Linked DNA regions of Capra hircus: region 2 is linked to region 1. A link is a contact called in public Hi-C data. All regions are on one chromosome and are shown on one strand. The core of a region is the stretch at or near the end of the contact, and the rest is flanking DNA. Distances in the headings are between cores, read along the strand shown. Region 1 overlaps SLC6A6 (sodium- and chloride-dependent taurine transporter). Region 2 has its middle 15 kb from the start of SLC6A6.

The links. Hi-C and Micro-C count contacts between places; a contact is called where the count stands out from the background.
Region 2: a contact with region 1 is called in a Hi-C map of blood, with 1.8 times the contacts expected there. The contact joins two enhancer-like sites.

What each region holds. Positions count from the first base shown.
Region 1 is chr22:57,766,880-57,771,004 of ARS1.2, reverse strand. SLC6A6 (sodium- and chloride-dependent taurine transporter) reads left to right here. Exons shown (of 14, transcript XM_018067225.1): 2 at 3,212-3,457. Among named protein-coding and RNA genes, the nearest start is that of SLC6A6, 43 kb to the left of the region's middle. Within about 2 kb of position 1,599, at least 1 of the 5 cell types and tissues checked has an H3K27ac peak or open chromatin away from gene starts, as enhancers often do.
Region 2 is chr22:57,824,365-57,828,403 of ARS1.2, reverse strand. No RefSeq gene overlaps it. Among named protein-coding and RNA genes, the nearest start is that of SLC6A6, 15 kb to the right of the region's middle. Within about 2 kb of position 1,968, at least 4 of the 5 cell types and tissues checked have an H3K27ac peak or open chromatin away from gene starts, as enhancers often do.

The sequences.
Region 1 (4,125 bases), core at 350-2,849:
CCAGTAGGCTGTGGCGGATGTCTTCTGCTGGGAGAGACGGAGCACTGGGTAGGAGGGCATTGGGATCTGAAAGTGCTTTGTGAGTTGCTTCCGGCTGGGGTTTTGAGAACAGAGTGTAGGGGTGGGGTGGGCAGAGTAGCAGCAGGGGGCACCTGGGCGGAGGCTGCAGGGGATGTCCATGGAGGGCTGTGGGGCCTGCGCCAGCTGGTTGCCGGGGTGATGGAGACACGTGGGTGGATGTCAGGAACGTACCGGAGGCCGCATCTGCGGGTCATGCTGCTGTGGGCTTCCACGGGTATGGGGCCGGTCGGAAGCTCCAGAGGGGCTTGGAAAGAGCCTCCCCTCTGAGGGGGAGTCGGGGTTGCCTGCCCGCAGCTGACCTCGTCCGGGCATGTGTGCGTCTCGAGTAAAGCGTGGGCAGGGCTGGGCTGTGCGCTCCCAAAGGCCAGCGAGCTTGTGACGGGGCGGCCACAGGTTGGGGGGCGTCCCTGAAGTACATCTCCGTGGACACCTTAGAAATGAGGAGTAGGGGCACCGCAGACACCAGGACATGACAGGCTCCTGGTTCAGCTACAGGCGTCAATAAGATGAGTTCCTGAGTGTGGGAAAGAGGGGCTGAAGTCTTATCTTACGTGGCACCAGAGAGCCTGGAGCCGAGGGGCTCAGGGAGCTTGTGTTTTGACCCCTGGCTCACGTTTCAGGGCTTCCCGGGGGGCGCTAGTGGTAAAGAACCCGCCTGCCAATGCAGGAGACATAAGAGACGCGGGTTCGATCCCTGGGTCGGGAAGATCCCCTGGAGGAGGGCATGGCAACCCACTCCAGTATTCTTGCCTGGGAAATCCCATGGACAGAGGAGCCTGGCAGGCTACGGTCCAGAGGGTTGCAAAGAGTTGAACACGACTGAACTGACTTTGCACGCACACGTTTCCCGAGGGTTCTCTAGGGCCAGAGGGGGCCATGGGCCTGGGTCCAGAGCTCAGAGCCAGGACTCAGGGTGGCTTCGCAAGCGCCCACAGGCTATATGAGCAGCCACCAGTCACCACCCCCTCCGCCTGGCTGACCTGGTGAAGCGCCTTCCGGCCCCAAGATCCAAGGAGAGCCTGAAAGGGCGGCACCAGCCCGTCTTGATGAGGAGACTCCAGGGTCATTCCCTGGAAAACATCTCTACCGGGAGGGAGTGGAGTCCCACATCCTCCAATTATGCTGCGGTCCAGCCGGGCCACAATGGGCCCAGAGATAACCATCGGGGGCTGCAGAGCTCCGTGCTGGAACAATGCTGGCCGCTCGGGCTATTTTTACAGTAGCCGTGCGCTCGGCAGAACCCCGCGTCGCCCCAGGGGAGCAGGCGAAGAAAGGCCTGCGGATGCCCCGCCGTCTGCGCTCCGGGAGACAGAGGAAGGCCCGGTGAGCCGCCCGGCGGCTCCAGGAAGCCTTTTCTCGGTCTGCTCACTGCCAGATAGCGAAACAATCGGGGTCCCCCACCCCGAGCCAGGGAGAGGAAGGAGGCGTGGGGGAAGCGGGGATTCTGTGTGCTTGCGTGCCTCTCCTCCTCCGAGCACGGCCCCCGAGGGCCTGGCTGCAGGGGCCGGGGCCAGGGCCAGGCCAGCGTGCCCTCCTCGCCTCCCTTGGTCCTTGGCAGTTGTCACCTGGCCCGGCCGGACCTCCTTCAGGCCCCACGGTATCCCAGGGTTGGGAAGCAGCAGAGTTGGGGGGTGCCACTGGGCCCCAGCTACCTGCGTACCTACTCTGGGAGCCAGCGACCCAGCCGTTCTTAGCTGACGACCTACTGTGCACCAGCTCAGGACACCCAGCCATGGGCAAGGCAGGTCCCGGCACCCTGCAGGCTCTGTTCTAGTTGAGGAGGAGACTGTTAGCAAGGAAGCAACCAAGGCATTTTCAGCTCATGCCACTGTAACTCAGTGCAGACTCAGATGCCCCTGGACAGGTCCAGGTGGCAAGCTTCCCTGTGCACCAGGGCGATGGCCCCCTCTGGTCCAGCGGATGGCCGCCATAGGAGTGAGTCCAACGTGGGGTCCGCCTTCTGGTTTCTCCAGGAAACCTAGAAATCTCGACTTTACCCCGGAATCTGAGAGTCAGCACTGGCCACCCATTTGGCTCATACAGACAAGCAGCTGGCTCTGCATCAACACCCTCTGCCTTCATCCTTTTCATTCTGAAGTCGGGGAGACTGAAGCTCCCCGGTCTTCATGGTCCTCTGGCACATGGGGGTAGGAGGCACCTTCTCCTGCTGGGCGGGACCCAGATGCTCTTGCTCTCAAGGTCAAGCTGCCAGGAACACTGAGGACTCGGGGACCAGACGCAGTACAGAGAGGGGGTTGCCGCAGTAGCTGGTTGTAGACTTCTGGGATGAGGTCCGAGCAGGGGGCCACTGAGGGTGAGCATGAGCAGCTTAGAGGCTTGATAACCCTGGGCCCCCGCCCCCTTGCTGAACCCACAGGGCAATCAGCGGGCCGGGGCCTGGGTGGTCCAGGGGTCAGGGTGGACCCGAGCACAGATGATGAGGGCTGGACTCGTGGGAACTACCAGGAGTCCTTCCAGAGTCCTGTCCTGGCGCAAATCCCTGTCCTGATGCTGCAGGCATGCAACTGGCTAAGAAGACGCCAGTGTATTTCATAAGCTCCCGTGGTCTGTATTTGATGGAAACCCTGTTTCCAAGTACTGAAACACATGCTTGGAAACACTGGAGCGTGAAAACATGACAGCCTGAAGCTCCGTTCTTTAAAACCGGGAGGGGTGAGCGCCTCCGCTGGGCCAGGGCCTGCCCCGCGGCACCAGTTTCTCTGCAAACCTGAGATTCGGAGACGATCTCTAGAGGATGCAGGCAGGCTGTGATCTGGAAGCGATGCTAGACCTGCGTGGAGGGTGTTGTGTTATGCGGAGACACTGCCAGGGCTGGGTGGTTTTGTGCTCCTCTCCCTGCAGGTGCAGAATGAGGGGGGTGGCATTCGGGGCTGGTGGATATGGGCCCCGGTGCTTCTGTTGGACAGGTGGCCAGGGGATGGCAGCTATCGGTCCCCAGATCCTCAGGCTCCCGATCACCTGGGGTGGGGGGTCCAAGGGGTGGACGGACGAGGGGGTGGCAGGCCCTCTGCCTCAGGCCCGGCAGGTCAGAGGTGGCCCGCAGGGTCGTGCCAGGACGCGCAGCCTGCCCCTTACTGACGCACGTTGGGGTCTGCTCTTTCCGCCATAGAAAGCGAGGAGGAGGACATGGCCACCAAGGAGAAGCTGCAGTGTCTGAAAGATTTCCACAAGGACATCCTGAAGCCGTCCCCCGGGAAAAGCCCGGGCACCCGGCCGGAGGACGAGGCCGAGGGGAAGCCCCCGCAGCGGGAGAAGTGGGCCAGCAGGATCGACTTTGTGCTCTCCGTGGCCGGCGGCTTCGTCGGCTTGGGCAACGTCTGGCGTTTCCCCTACCTCTGCTACAAAAACGGTGGAGGTGAGCCTGGGCTGGGCAGAGGGCGGGCTGGAGGGGTTGCCGGGCACAGTGAGGGGGCTCCCCCGCCCAGCGTTTCAGGCCTCCTCCTCGACCTCCCCCAGGTCAGCCTGCCTCCGCTCCCATGGCGATCCTCGGAGGCGGGAGATGAACGTGGCCGGGATGGCGTTCTATCAGAGCCTTCCTGTGTGAGCTCGAGCAGATTCCTTACCCTCTCCTCCAGTTTACCATCTCTGACGGCTGCCACAAGGCCAGGCCCAAGCCTCCAAGGCCTCATAGCTCTGCACCTCCCCACTCTGCCTGACTTTAGAACTTTTTTACCCTTTGCTCTTGCTTTTCTAACTTAAACCAGTTGTAGTTCAAAAACAAGTTTCGTGTTTCCCACTCTGAATAGAAAACCAGTGTCTTTTGCAATAATGGATGGGTATCCAGGACAAAAAAAAGTACAACGAAGATGTTTTTAATTTTAATTTTTTAGTTTTATTGAGATAGAATTGACATATAGCATTGTTTTAGTTTAAGGCATACAAGATAACCGATGTCTTTACTGTGAAGTGATCACGGTAAGTCTTGTTGACATCCATCACCTCATATAGTTACATATATTTTTGTCTTCTTGTGATCAGAACTGGTAAAGCTTTACGCTCTTAGCAACTTCTTTTTATTTTTTC
Region 2 (4,039 bases), core at 719-3,218, 57 kb before region 1:
GCATCTTCTGACTGTCCACCGGCGGCGATGACACCATCCTCGGCATGTCAGAGGTGCCTTCCCTCATGGACACAGATGGCGGCTGCGGCTCCAGATAGCAAAGTGCCCTGAGCAGCGAGAGGTGGGGCAGAGCCCCGGCTACCCACCTTGAACCATGAGGTGTCTCCCTCTCCACGAGGAAAACCTTTCCCCAAAGCCCCTCTGCAGCCTCTGTCTTATATCTCATCGGCTGGAAGCCGGTGGCCCACCCAGCCCGGACCCGGCAGTGGCTGTGGGCAGAGGGAAGGCTGGGGTTTCCTCCCTCGAGAGCAGAGTCCTCCCAGCCAGAGCAGGTGGCTACCGCGAAGACCCCGCTGGGGTGATCTTCCCACGCGTCTAGAACTTGGAGATGACAGCGCTCACCTCGCATCGGGGCCTTCTTTTCATTCTTCCAGCCGAGGGAGCAGCTGGTGGCCTCACGTCCCACTGTACAGATGGGTAGATGGAGGCTCAGAGAGGCACAAAGACCTACAGAGTCCTGGACGGTCCAACCCCAAATTCTCTGTAAGTGGAGAGGCTGCGAGGACAGGGTGGGCAAAACGTCCGTGATGTCCCCGGGGGCGAGGGGCGGAATTCCATGGGACTGGGAAACGCAGCAGGCTGCCCAAAGGGGGTGGCCCTCCGCGGCACCTGGAGAATGGAGGGGATTCGGCAGGGGCTACGTGAAGCATCAGGTGGGGAGACTGGAGCAGCCAGGGTGAGGAGAATCCGGGGCGGGCACCTCTGGGCCCCGAGGACGGAGGGGACAGGCTGGGAGGGGCGGCTGGGTGTGACGCTCCTGGAGGACTGCCTGTTCCCTGTTCTGCAGGCGGCAGGGGACCACCAACAGTCCTAGGGGCCACGAGCCTAGCAGAGACAGCCCAGAGAGGACTGGAGGGGCGAGAGGGGGGCCAGGAGACCACAGGGACGACCGGGACCACTGCAGGGAAGGCCTTGGCTTCCTGGGTGCTGGGGCCGCGTCTGCCAAGTAGCATCCGCAGTGCCCACACCCTGTGGGGCTCCTGTGAGGACTGAGGTCCTGGCAGCTCTCCGGGGCGTCCCCCGCCCTGGGCCCTGTGCTGAGAACGGCGCTTGCTTCACCTCGAACCGAGTTCTGCAACTTCCTGTGAAAGTGAAAGTGTTAGTCACTCAGTCGTGTGCGACTCTCTGTGACCCCCTGGACTGCAGTCCGCCAGCTCCTCTGTCCAAGGGATTCTCCAGGCAAGGACACTGCAGTGGGTTGCCATGCCCGCCTCCAGGGGATCTTCCCGACCCAGGATTGAACTCTGCATCGCAGGCAGGTTCTTTACCTTCTGAGCCACCAGGGAAGCCCCCTGAGGGTCACATTATTTGAAAGGCCTCTTCCACAGCACACAGCTAGGGAGGGAGCCTGGCCACCGCGTCCTAGAAATCAGAGCATCTGTCCCAGCTGCCATGTGACCTCCTGCCTGAAGCACCACTGAGTCCGCCAGCCCAGCTCAAGGGCTCCCAGGACCCGCAGGGGCCTCCGATGACCTTGCCTCCCCTCCAGCCCAGCTCCGGGCAGCCCCTCAGGACCCCCAGCCTCATCTCCCTGCCCAGGGCTCCCTCCTGACAATGCCACCGCCCCAGGGCCAGGCAGAGGGATCTGAGCCTCCTGGAGGCCAGAAGGCTGGGCTCTGTGCCAGGCACCACCTGCCAAGCCCCGGGCACCGCAGTCCTGCCCTCAGGGCGACCTGCCCCCTGGAAGAAGCACCTGGAGTCAGTGAGCAGCGGGGCTCCTTCCGCCATGACCGCCGTGGTGTTGCAAGTCGTGGGAACGGGCGTCGGGTGCCGCTTCTCAGGGCAGAGCCCGCGCAGGCAGCGGCGGCCTCAGGTAAGCCTCTGGCCGGCGTCTCGCGGGCTTCGGCAGGTGCAGGACGCGGGGCTCCAGCTTCTCGGGTTCGCTCAGGGTCGGAGGCCCCCTGAGGCCTAGGCGCTCAGTCTCGGCTGCCTGACGGTCTCTGGTGAACAGTGAATCCCTCAGGGGCGCGCCGCCCGTGGCTCCTTGGGCCAAAATCCCACCGCCATCCCGCCCTCCCTGTGAGGGGGTGGGGGGTGCGAGGGCTACAGAGAGGGCCAGCCTCTACGCACCCCCATCCTGGCCTCAAGGAGCTCGGCGCTAAATGGTGCAAAATGCGCGGTGGTGAGACAGGGCGCTGAGCTCTGTCCGCTAATTCAGGAGGAGCCCTCGGCTTGGCCTGGGGAGCTGGGGGGCCGGCTGGACCCACAGAGGAGCTGCCCAAGCAAAGACGCAACAGTGGGAAAATCCAAAGGAAAGAGAAGCCTTCCGTGTGGCCGGTCGGAAGCGGCTAGTGCAGTGGGCGGGCTGTCCGGGGCGAGCGGCTAGGCTCTCTAGGTGAGAGCTTGAGGGCTGGACTGAGGGACTGGAGCAGTTGGAGGACAGAAGGGAGCTGCTGAAGGTTGTTAGCAAGAAAGGGACGCGTGAGTTGGCTTTTTCCCTGGGGGCTGCGGGAAGCCAGTGAGGAAGCTTCTGTGGAGGCCAGGCCTGAGTCAGGGACAGGCCTCCCGCGGACAACATCTCTCAGGGCGTGTGGGCCTGCAGGCAGGGGCTGACTCGGGGCTCACTGCGCGGGGTGTTGAAAGCCCCAGCAGAGATCAGGAAGAGGCCAAGGGAGGTGGGTGTTTCAGGATGGCCGGGCTCCGCCCCTCTCTGGTCCAGAGGCTCCGAGGCTGGTCTGCTCAGACCGCCACCCCCTTTCCCAATTGCTCTGGGATCAGGCTGCCAGGATTCCAGTCCCGCCCTGCTCCCAGGGGCCTGTCACACGGGGCGGATTGCTGGGCGGATTGCTTCATTTCCCTGTTGGCGCAGTGCCGATGACCGCAGCACCTGCCTCGCCGGGGCCGCCGTGGGGATTAAATGCACTGTCAGAGAGCCGCGAATGGGGGCTGTGCTGGGGGCGGGGGCGCTCTGGAGCCGCCCCCTCCCTCTCCCTCCCATCCCACCTCCCTGTCTCCACCCACACCCCACCCGGCCCCATTTTCTTCTTCCCTCCTTCAAAACCAAAAACAAAACCGACGAGCCACTCACTTGGTCACGTGTGTTTCATGAGAACGAGAGAGATCAAACACAGCTCCCAGGGGCTCTGCCAGCCTGGAAGAGCCTCTCACAGCCGCGTGCTGACCCCTGGGCTGCCAGTCCACCAGCCCAGAGAGGTGTAGCCACGTGCCCAAGGTCACGCAGCTTGTCAGTACGAGAACTGGGGCCGTCCGACCCCAGAGGCTGCGTGCCGGCCCCAGGGCTATGCGGGGCTGGGGGGAGGGCTAGCCCTGGAGGCGTTTCCCGAGAAAACCTCGCCTGTTCACCGGTTCATTCAGTCACTCGCCCACGGTCTCTGCGTCTCCCCGCGGACCTCGTGTTCCTTGAGGATGTCGACTGTGCTGTCTGCTTCTGTAGCCCCCAGATCCCCGGGGCTTGGAGGCGCTCCTCAGGGAAGGGGAGAAGTACGCACATGAAGGAATATTTGGGAACATGACGTGTCCACGCTGCAGGCCTTCACTTGCCCCCCAGCTCGCCCCCCTGGGCCACTGCATTCAGACTTCCGTTGCTTGCTCTCCATGGAAGCCCGTCTCCAGGGCCGCCGGTGGCCGGGCTCCAGGTGGACACGTCCACTTGTCACTGTCAATCCTCGTCACTGGCTCTGCTAACCCCTCGTCCCTCGTGGTTCACACGCCTCTCTCTGGGCTCCCAGGACGGGCCCTCTCCCCTTGATGCACCCGCTCATCTTGAGGCCCGTTTATGCGGTCCTCTTCCGAGAGCCACCTCTTCCAGGCTGGGGTTCCCGTCTCTCTCAACACGCCCTCCAGAGTGTTCTGCTAGATTCCCCGGCATCTAAAGCACGGGTCAGTGAGAGTATGAGGGGTACCTGACGCCAAACCACCCTCAGGAGCCCCTCTGCAACCGAGACATGGAGAAGGAGACCAGGCGCAGGCGAGATGGGGCAGGTGATAAAAATCAGCAAGTCCACAAGAGGCCGCCTCT